Linked DNA regions of Mus musculus: region 2 is linked to region 1. The links are chromatin contacts, called in public promoter capture Hi-C maps. All regions are on one chromosome and are shown on one strand. The core of a region is the stretch at or near the end of the contact, and the rest is flanking DNA. Distances in the headings are between cores, read along the strand shown. Region 1 holds the start of Kcnmb1 (potassium large conductance calcium-activated channel, subfamily M, beta member 1). Region 2 overlaps Gm12121 (a long non-coding RNA gene).

Region 1 (5,006 bases), core at 1,713-4,212:
AAATCACAATAATTTCAGACTGGTTGGCTCTTGGACATTTTCTACATAATGGTTCTCTGACCTTGCTAGCCACCCCGCACCTGACTTTTTTTTTTTTTTTTTAAGATCCCTATAGCTTACTGAGTCCCACTCTACAGAAAGTGAGGCAGAATTTCTCAGGTGCTTGGGCCCAGGCACTAGTGGTGTTTTAAATGCTCTTCATAAGATTGTGATGAGCAGCCAAGTCTGAGGCCTTCTTAACCATATTATCTCCAAGTCACAGGTAGAAATGGAAACCTCACAGGGGATAGGTGATTTGGGGAGTGGGGCTGGGACACAGCACCTGAGGCAAGGGCTGAGTAGCTTCAGAGTCTCAGCTATTTCCCCTAAAAAAGAGGAAGTACATGAGGGGTCTGATCTGATCAGAGTTGGAGGGTGGCAGGAGAGAGCTGGGGAGGCACACAGTTGCTCAGCAGTGCCCCACGTGGGTGAGACTCTGGCCTGGCACAACTGCAGCATTATAAAGCAAGGATGCAGACCAGGCCCAGGAGAGCCCAAGAGGCTCATCAACTCTTAAGCAAATGGATCGTGACTCAGCTCCCTGTATCCTGTGGGAGACCCACTGTCAGACAAGAGAGGATGGTCAGGAGCCAGACTATGCACAGAGGGAGGGCGTGAGACTCAGCTAAGGGTGAGCTGAGAGAGCACTGTGTGCCTGTTCCAAAGACAAGAGCCATCAGGAATTCCACAGCTCTTCTTTAAAGGCTGGAGGGATGACATGTCACAGAGTGTGAGGCACGAGGGTACACTGCACTCTCTGAGATTCCTCCATAAACTTCGTGGGAACAGATGTCACAGTGCAAAGACTCTCTGCTTATTGGGAAAACCCAGGTAAGGAAAGGCATGCTCATCAAAGAGGAATCTCCCATCTCAGAGGCATTTGTGCAGACTGCAGCCAGAGTCTGCCATTGTGAGCTCCACCCCCACCCCCAAGGAATCCTGCACCTGTCATCACCAGTCCCAACTGGGGAGTCTCTCACTCCTCTGCTCCCCCAGAACTGGAACCCCTGAGCCTGAAGATGACGAATGCCTCGTCTGTCCTGACTACCGTGACGGGTCAAGGGTAGGGTAGGTCAATCCAGGAAGTGGAGACATCCATACCTTTTCTGGTAGAGGGGCAGCACAGTTGTACCCAGGACGTAGTAGGTGATGGCAGCACACACTACCATTGCCACTCCCAGGCAGAGGGCTCGTGTCTCTCCGCGCTTCTGGGCCATCACCAGCTTCTTCCCCATGGCCACTGGAGGCAACAGTCATTTCTAGCACCAAGAAGGCAAAGAGAAGTGAGATTAGCCCAAGTGATAGGTTCATAAGAAGGAAGGAAGGAAGGAAGGAAGGAAGGAAGGAAGGAAGGAAGGAAGGAAGGAAGGAAGGAAGGAAGGAAGGAAGGAAGGCAGGCAGGCATGAGGGGATGCAACCAAATAACAACATTGCTCTTATTTAAGTATGATAATACGTGGAGCTTTGCAACTTACATGGAGCTTTCTTACAGAGGTCTGCTCTGGCCTCTGGTAACAGCCTACAGTTAGCTTTTAAATACTCAGGATCCATTATCACCAATTATCTCCAGGAGAAGCCCAGTACACTTGAGGGGATTTCCTTGTGGTGCTGGCTTTTTCCAGTGAGCCCTCCTAGACTCCTGAGCATTCCCAAGATAAATGACAGCAGGAGTCTGCTCAAGGCTACAGCATGGAAGCTCAGAAGGGAAAGGAAGGAAGGATGTCACCTGTTCCTGAGAGGTCTCGCTCCTGTGACTGGTTGTGCCTGTAATGTCCCGATGGCTCACCAGCTACATGAAGTGAGTTCAGTTTAAATGTAAAGCTTAGGTGGGAATCTGGGATGGGCCTAATGAGAACCTCCAGCAAGAAGGATATGAAGCTCTGATATGCACTGTGGCCTGAGACAGGAAGAAATGGGTTTCCATGATAACAGAAGAGATTTCAGGGAGACTATGCCGGATGTGAAACATTAAGTATCTCAGGACTCCTTGGATGGAATTCTGTAGAAAAGTCACCTGAGGTCTGGGCTTGATCTAGGAAAGTTGGAAAGGGTTAAAGAAGAGTCCTATGTGGCATAACTGTTGGGTTGTTGATCTCTTCCTTAGAAGGACTGGGGATAGAGTATGTAAGGGTTTTGGGGGAGTTTAGAGAAGAGAGGCCATCAGATATAAGACCGAGTCCTGGCTTTTCTACTTAGCAACCATATGACTGTTAAAACAAGAACAATAGTGCCCTCCTCAGGGTCCTGATGTAGACCCACCAACACTGCTGAGCGTCACCTCATAAATAAGTGATGCCCTCCATAAACAGGCGCCATCATTAACTGAGGAATTGAAGGAGCTTGGTGCACTCTGCCAGGCCTGTTTGTCGATCCCTATCCTGATGACAAGTGACAACACTGGTCCTGACTGGCTGGCCACAAAAGAGACGCCCAGACCAGGGTCAACAGGCCAGGCAGGCCCTCCGGTGCCAGAACTCTGATGGGCATCAGGAGAGGTAGGGATTTTCACCACCCTATCCATGCCATCACAGGCTGCTGTCTCCCACCATCTCCCCTCAGCCCCGGCTTCCTAGAAGCCCTTCCCAAGCTCTCTGGGATGTAGCACTCACAGTTCTCTGGGTCTCCGCTGGCTGGCAGATGGTTTCTCTCCACTCGCCCCACCCCCACCCCCACCCCAAGTCAGGCCTGGGAGCTCTAGCAGGAAGTTTGGTCTCCCAGCTGGTCTCCAGGGAAGCAGTCTCAGTCCCATCTGGGTCGAGCCTCCATGCCCAAACATGGTCAAGTCTGAGCACACAGCTTGCCCCGGGATAAAAACTCCACAAGCAGGTACCTAGCCTCACAGCCCTCAGCTGCTGTTGGGGACTCTGCCCCTGCATTTCCCAGAGTCTCCTGGGAAACAGATGTCAAACAGCAAAAGCCATTACCCACCCCACAAGGCCATCCTGATATATGTACAAAAATGTTTCTTCTACACTCCGTCTTTCAGGCTGGCAGAGAAGCCAGGAATAGGAAATGATCTTCCTTGTGTAGTGCAGGGGAGGGAGGTAGAGGGGTTGGGCTTGTCACTAGCCCATGTTATATCCACACCAGTGCAGCCAAAGCCTCCCACCTTTGTCCCTGACTTCCTGTGTGACTCTGAACAAGTCACTGAACCTCTCTGGACCTCTGTCTTCTCCCTTCTATAATTAATAGCATTTTGAAAACTTAACTTTATTCTGGATTGTTAAGTTAGAGATGGAGTTCAGAGAAAGGAGGAAATTCCGCCTTTTAAAGACCACTGGGGCTGAGGCTGGTAGCGGTGGGTCCCACAGCTGCTTCCGGCCAGCCGTCCAGGTCCAGGGACAGTGCCATGCTGGGGACCTCCCACAGACTGACTCTGCTTCATAGGCAGAAAGTTATTGCAGCCAATACGACAACTGAACATTGGTACTGGAGGTAGGGGTGGGGGGCAAACCTGCTTTTGCACTCCGGGTCCTTGTGGATAAAGAGAGCACTGTAAGAGTTGGGAAAGCAAGAACAAGCCCCGCCCCACCCCTGCCCCAACCCCGGCCCCGCCCCCGCCCCGCCCTCCTTACACCTTGGTGCCCTGCTAGTCATCTGCACAGAACTTGATGCCTGGTCCAGAGTTTCTCTACTTGATGAACAGAGACAGATTGGAAGTTGGCCCCTCCCAGTGTCAAATCCCAGCCATCTCTGCCACCAAGGGACTGTTCTAACACCTCAAACCATACCTCTGTTATGTCTCCAGCCACCTAAAGTTCTAGAAGTAGCCTCTGGTGTCCCCAGGCCCAGGGCAGTGGGTGCATCTTAGATATTCCTGATCACTAGGTGTTAGCACCTCTCACCTAAGCCTAACACCTGATAATCAGGGCCCTCTAAGGCCCAGAAAGAAAGTTGTCACTCAAGGCTCCTTGACACTCTGGGGGGTGAACAGCACCCCATCCCCCTTTAGTCACTGACTCTAACTAGAGAGACAACTACCTGTTTAGTTGCCTCATAGCAACTGGAGATTTATTAGTGTGCATGTGCCTGCATGTGTGTGTGGTGCTTAAATGATTTGTGCATGTGTGTGTGATATGTGTGTGTTTGGATAGGTATGGTGTGTGTATTATGTGTGTATGATATTGTGTATATGTGTGTGTACTTGATATTTTCACACATGCATGCATTCATGGAAACCAAAGGGAGACATTGGGTGTTTTTCTCCATCTGGCCCACCTCAGGAAGGACCTTTCGGCTGAGCAGCAGTGGGACCCGCCTTTAATCCCAGCACTCAGGAAGCAGAGGCAGGTGGATCTCAGTGAGATCGAGGCTGCCCCTTATAGAGAGTTCCAGAACAGCCAGGGCTACAGAGGAACCTTGTCATGAAAAAAACGGGGGAAGGGTTCTTTCACTGAGCCTGGAGCTGAGTGCTGGGGCACCTAACTATGAACAGTTTATTACACAGGTACTGGAGATTTGAACTTAGTCCTCTGTAGGTGCAACACTGATTCTTGCCCACCAGCCCCACAGACAAGGACGTCTTAAAGCATAGGGGTCAGGACCACTGACAAGGAAGGGGGAATATGGATCTGAGACCAGTTCTTCAGGAGAAGGATTTTCCAGTGATGGACCATGGTTCCTTCAAGGACCAGCAGCTTTCTCGTGGCACCTACAAAATTACTTAGAAACTCCTGCCTTGGGAGAGACATGGGCACTAGATGGTTCCTCACAAGTGTGAGCAGAGGGCCATTCATAATCCTCTCGACGGGCTGGGAAGGTTACACAATCAGATTTTATAAACACCAGTGAGGTTCCCAATGATTCTTTCCTTTGGAAGATGGGGATGAAGCAGGGAAGGCACCTGGTGCACCCTACTGAGCCACAACCAAACAACAAGGGCAAGCTTCGCTCTGCCTCTAGGGTAAGCTAGTGAAAATCTTGGATCATGGCTGAGTACGGGAGGGTTGGGGTTAGTATGAGTAATG
Region 2 (4,921 bases), core at 382-2,881, 180 kb before region 1:
TCCGGAGAGAATCTCAAGTCCACCAATGGCCAGAAGGAGATACAGTGACCCACAGTTAACACTGTGGAATCAGTACGCACCTCTTCCTTTTCCTGGCTGGAGAGTTCCTGAAGTTAGAGAAAGGTCTCTATAACCTGTGCATCCCCCAAAGAAATTAGCAGAACTAATGAGAAATGGATACAGAGAACTGTTCTCAGGGAAGGAAGGAAGGAAGGAAGGAAGGAAGGAAGGAAGGAAGGAAGGAAGGAAGGAAGGAAGGAAGGAAGGAAGGAATCCACCTCATATGGATCCAGTGTGTGTGTGTGTGTGTGTGTGTGTGTGTGTGTGTGTGTGTTTCGAGACAGGGTTTCTCTGTGTAGCCCTGGCTGTCCTGGAACTCACTTTGTAGACCAGGCTGGCCTTGAACTCAGAAATCCGTCTGCCTCTGCCTCCCAAGTGCTGGAATTAAAGGCGTGCGCCACCACCGCCCGGCTTCAGTGTGTTTTTCTAAAGCCATCTGATAAAGGAAAATATAGACTAATATAATCCTCCTCTCCCAACTGAAGTCATAGGGATCAAAGATGAGGGCCCTGCACCCCAAAATTATTCATTGTAACCTCTGTTCCTAAGCACACAAGAAGCTGCATGTGTGTGGACTCTACCTCTTGTTACTGCCGTAGTCCCCTAGCCTATAACATGTGATCTCCCTGGGCCTTCCCACTGCACGGTACCCTTTCTGCCTCAGGACTCCTGGAACTCAGTTGCGATGCAGGTCCCCATGTATCACTGCCCTGTTTCTGAAGCAGCTGAAAGCACCTGTGTCAGTCACATCTGCTGGTCACAGTGTACAGTGCCCTTGAAGACCCAGCTCCAGCCGCTGCTCTCCTGGACACCATTGAACCTTTTCTGCCCATCTGGCCTCATTAGACACTACCTGGCCTCCCATCTCTCTGAAGTACAGTCTTGGCCCCTGTTCCATTCTCCTGCACACCTTCCTTGTTCAGGAATGGTCTCTGTGTTCTTCTCCTTCACACCGATGTCTAGCACGTGGCAGGATGGCTTGTCAGTGGATGGAGGTAGATTTCTAAAGTCAATGATCCAAAGGACAGACACAAATCAATATCGATGTGGAATGATGTGAACACCTCTATGGAACGATGTGAACACCTATATGGATTTCCCCCCCTGATTTTATCTCTGAGCTCCCTCTTGCAGGATGGTGTCCTAGACTCCCAAGCTTACTTAGAGGATCTTTGCTTTGTTACAGATCCCTCGGTCTGTTCCCTATGCACAGCCATTTCCTGTCCTTTCCTTCTGCTCTTAGGTCATGACCTTCTGCACAGCAGGGCCTTTGCCTATGGCTCAAACCCACAGTGAGAAGTCAAACCAAGTGAGGCTCTGTCACTACAATGGGCTTCAGAAGGACTTTTCTGTACCAAGAGCCCCAGCAGCAGTGTAGACCGAGTCACAACATACAGAATAAAGCAAAAGGGCTGCCTTCCTGTCCTGTTCATTGTAGCAGATTAATTTATCTTTTGATCTTTGAATGAGAAGTTGCCTGTTCCTTCTGCAAGGCCATATGGCGAGGTTCAGAACACATTTCAGTTAGACACAGAAGGGAAATAGATTGCCTGCTGGGATCATAGCCACCAGCTCTGCAGTGAGCCAAAGGCAGCTCTGCACATCGGGGCCCTGGCTTGCTGTTGGTTGGTCATACGCACCTTTAACATGACATTTATCATATGACCCACACTGGAGATGGGCTTTGCTCAACCTTTAGCACAAGGCATCATTAGATCTTCACAATGACAGGATGACATCGCTTACATTCACAGAAAAGGCAGCTGAAGGGAGCAGGAATGGAGGGGAGCAGATGGGGTGACTTCGAAGTCACAGACACTGCTAAGTTTACTCTTAAGAAACTTTAGGGTGACACCTGTAATTTGTATGTCTCCCCAGCTAGACCGTGTCTGACCCCACTCATGGGCTGGTATCGTTTCCTCCTTAACGTTTCTTGCACCACACTACTCCCCAGGGTCAGCTGACCTGAACATCTGAGAAGCTCATAAAATAACAACCCAACCAATGGCCAGGAATGAGTCAAGGGGAGCCTGAAACATGGGCTGCTTAGCAATGGATCTCTTTCCCTTTCCACCTGTATTTTTAAAACCATGTCAAATAGGATGCCCAGTATAACAGTAAACACAAAAAAATGCCTAAAATTTAGGAACTATAAAGTCATGGGGAAAACCAGGCAAGGCAGCAAACACTGGTAATTCCATCATTCCAGAGGACAAGGCAGAAGGACCACTGTGAGTTTGAGACCAGCCAGGGCTATGTAGCATGCTCAAGACTGTTCTGGGATACATACTAATACCCTGTTTCTAAAAACAAAATAAACTAATACATAAAAATAAATTGTGATCCTATCACCCAAATGCATCACTTTGCTTTTATTCCCCTACAAAAATTGAGATCATTATTTATAAAATGTTTACAATGAAAATGGCATTTTGGAAATGGAAAAAAAATGTTGAAAAACGATGCAAGCTTTGTAGCCGTGAGTGTTAACATTTTGTCATGTGCTGGCCTGATTTCTCCACACTCAGCCCTGAGGAACCCTGACTGCAGGATCTGCTTGGCTGTTTTACCATAGTGTTGGTTGTGGAAAGGTGAGATTTACGGTTTGTTCTTAATGCACATTACTCCATCATGAGCCGAAACGGAACACATTTAACCACGTCCAAGCTGCTAGACATGTACGTTATTTAAAATCTGTCACACTCACAAAGAGCAGGAAAGAAAATACCTCTCCTCTGGCACCACCAAGGGAGTCTGTGGTCATCAGTTTTGGATAGAAGTCATTGGGGCAGCCCCGGTGTGGCTCTCAGACATCAAAATCTGGGCTTCATCCATTCACCATGACTGTGCTTCACAGCGCGTGTTGGAGCTGCCCAGGTATCTGAGAGCATCAGAGAGGAAATGATTGTGGCTTCCTCAGAACATCTCCAATACCTTCTCTCCAGTGTGGCTCTGATCCTTGTGGAAGGTGTGCAGAGATAGAAGAAAAGAAAATGTGCTCACACCGAAGAATTACGGCAGTTCAGAGGGGACAAAGGAGCAAGAGTAAAGAGTATTGTTTATGACAGTTTTTCTTCTGATTACATACATACCACACACACAAATATACTCAAACATACAAGAGTACACATACCTACATACACATACACAAACACACTACACACACATGTACATATACTCAAACCCACACAAAACATGCAGGCACACACACACACACACACACCAGCTTTCCCATTCTTACTCCAGAGACCCCGAAGTTTTCAGTGTATTCTTCCAGAACTAACTACTCTTACATATTCCCTTCTCTAACCATGTATCTAGTCTCTCTTTTCCTCTCCTCCCCTCTCCTCCCTTCAACTCTCCTCTTCTCCCATCTCTCTCTCTCTCCCTCTGAGTGTGTGTGTCTCCCCTCACTACTTCCTCCTTCTTTCCTTCCCTTCATTGTCCCCCATTTATGTGTTCGAAATGGCATCTTATACGTAGTCCGCATTGGAATGAATCTCACAAGTCTCCTGCCTTATCTTCTTGAGTTTTGTGATTACAGGCACGTGCCACCACACCTGGCCAGCTATCCACTTTCTGTCCACCCATGAAACTATCCATTTATCTATCCTTACTTTTTAAAATAAATATTTACTGCAGAACAGTTCAGAAGAGACTTGCAGAGTCACCAGGCCACCAACTGATTTTTACAACTTTAGACAAAAATGCTCTGCTACTCTCTGCCTGTCTCCTCCTAAAGAAAACTATGTCCATTCCATACACAGCTACATCTTAAACCATGAAGATTTAAACTCACTGGACACATCTATAGAACATTACTGTCCAGACCTGCTGTGGGGAAGGTTAGATAGAAGTTTCCTACCCTACTGAGGGGAGGCGGGGCAGGGTGACCCAGCCACCAGCAGCAATGTTCAGTCATGCCAGCACCCCACAGCCTGGTGAAGGGGACAGGATGATATTTCATAAACATTACCTCACGTGTTTTCTGGGAGATAAGCTGTTTGCTAAACTTTGTCAGAGGAGCGGGCTTGGGAGCGCCTTCCACGTGACCATCTCCAGGACAGCTGAGGCCTGCTTGGACCGGCTGTGGGGACCTCCAGCTTGGCTTGCCCAAAATACAGGAACTCAAAAATGGAGCTGCCTCTATTTAGTGTAAATAGAGGCAAATGATCTTGAAGGACAAAGGGGTCATGCTAGGAAAGGGACTGAGGCTTCTTCTGGTCAAGTGCTGGGGTCGGTAAGCACCTGAAAGCCTACCATACACACCAGGGAGCCTTCCCCTCCCATGTGGCACTAACCCGCTCTCCAGTTGCTCTCCATGATGGATTCACACAGGTCAGGGCCACCACATGGGAAGCTTGGTGTGGAGATGGGAGGGGAGGGGAGGTACCGCTCAGTGGGAGAGTGGAGCCTGAGCGACCCAAGCTGGTCTCTAGCTCTCTTACCTGCCACAGTCTTCCCTCTCTCAAGAACAAGGGTTCATGGTTGATTTGTAGTGCTACCTGGTGGTAATCATGAACTTTCCTTACTAGAGTGCCCCCTATCTCCAGGCCTACGCCTCTAATCAAGATGGCCTCTCTAGGGAGCCCAAAAGCACAAAGTCCCAGTCAGAGATGAGCAAAGGTGACCACTAGGTTATGTCCCAGACCTTCACTGGTTAGCCTGTATCCTGCTTTCTTTCTAATGATGGTTTCTGTTCATTAACAAATGCAGAAATGTTAAGCCAGCCATGCCAAAACTGTGAAAGATTCAAGACCTCAGTATCTAACACTTTGAACATAGCCCGCCCAACCAACATTTGCATGTGTATCATTCACTTAACGATGATATTAAAGGTCAGAGTTGGATGACTTCATGA

What was found. Promoter capture Hi-C pulls out the DNA fragments that hold promoters and counts their contacts.
Region 2: a promoter capture Hi-C map of the C10 cell line shows a contact between it and region 1. The contact joins the enhancer-like site here to the promoter of Kcnmb1 in region 1. A contact is called at or near these places in 4 of 39 promoter capture datasets (the C10 cell line, hematopoietic stem and progenitor cells, neutrophils and 1 more), 1 of 15 datasets of contacts at CTCF or cohesin (large pre-B cells), 2 of 484 Hi-C or Micro-C datasets (bone marrow-derived macrophages and cortical neurons), 1 of 115 datasets of contacts at active chromatin or transcription factors (large pre-B cells) and 3 of 9 other capture datasets (adipose tissue, liver and macrophages).

Annotation. Positions count from the first base shown.
Region 1 is chr11:33,960,969-33,965,974 of GRCm38.p6, reverse strand. Kcnmb1 (potassium large conductance calcium-activated channel, subfamily M, beta member 1) reads right to left here and starts at 2,962. Exons shown (of 4, transcript NM_031169.4): 1 at 2,649-2,962; 2 at 1,141-1,298. The coding sequence starts at 1,274. It also overlaps a transcript of Kcnip1 not described here.
Region 2 is chr11:34,141,246-34,146,166 of GRCm38.p6, reverse strand. It overlaps Gm12121 (a long non-coding RNA gene), which reads right to left. Exons shown (of 5, transcript XR_872376.1): 3 at 4,037-4,921; 4 at 914-3,018. Among named protein-coding and RNA genes, the nearest start is that of Gm12121, 6.8 kb to the right of the region's middle. Within about 2 kb of position 1,631, at least 7 of the 459 cell types and tissues checked have an H3K27ac peak or open chromatin away from gene starts, as enhancers often do.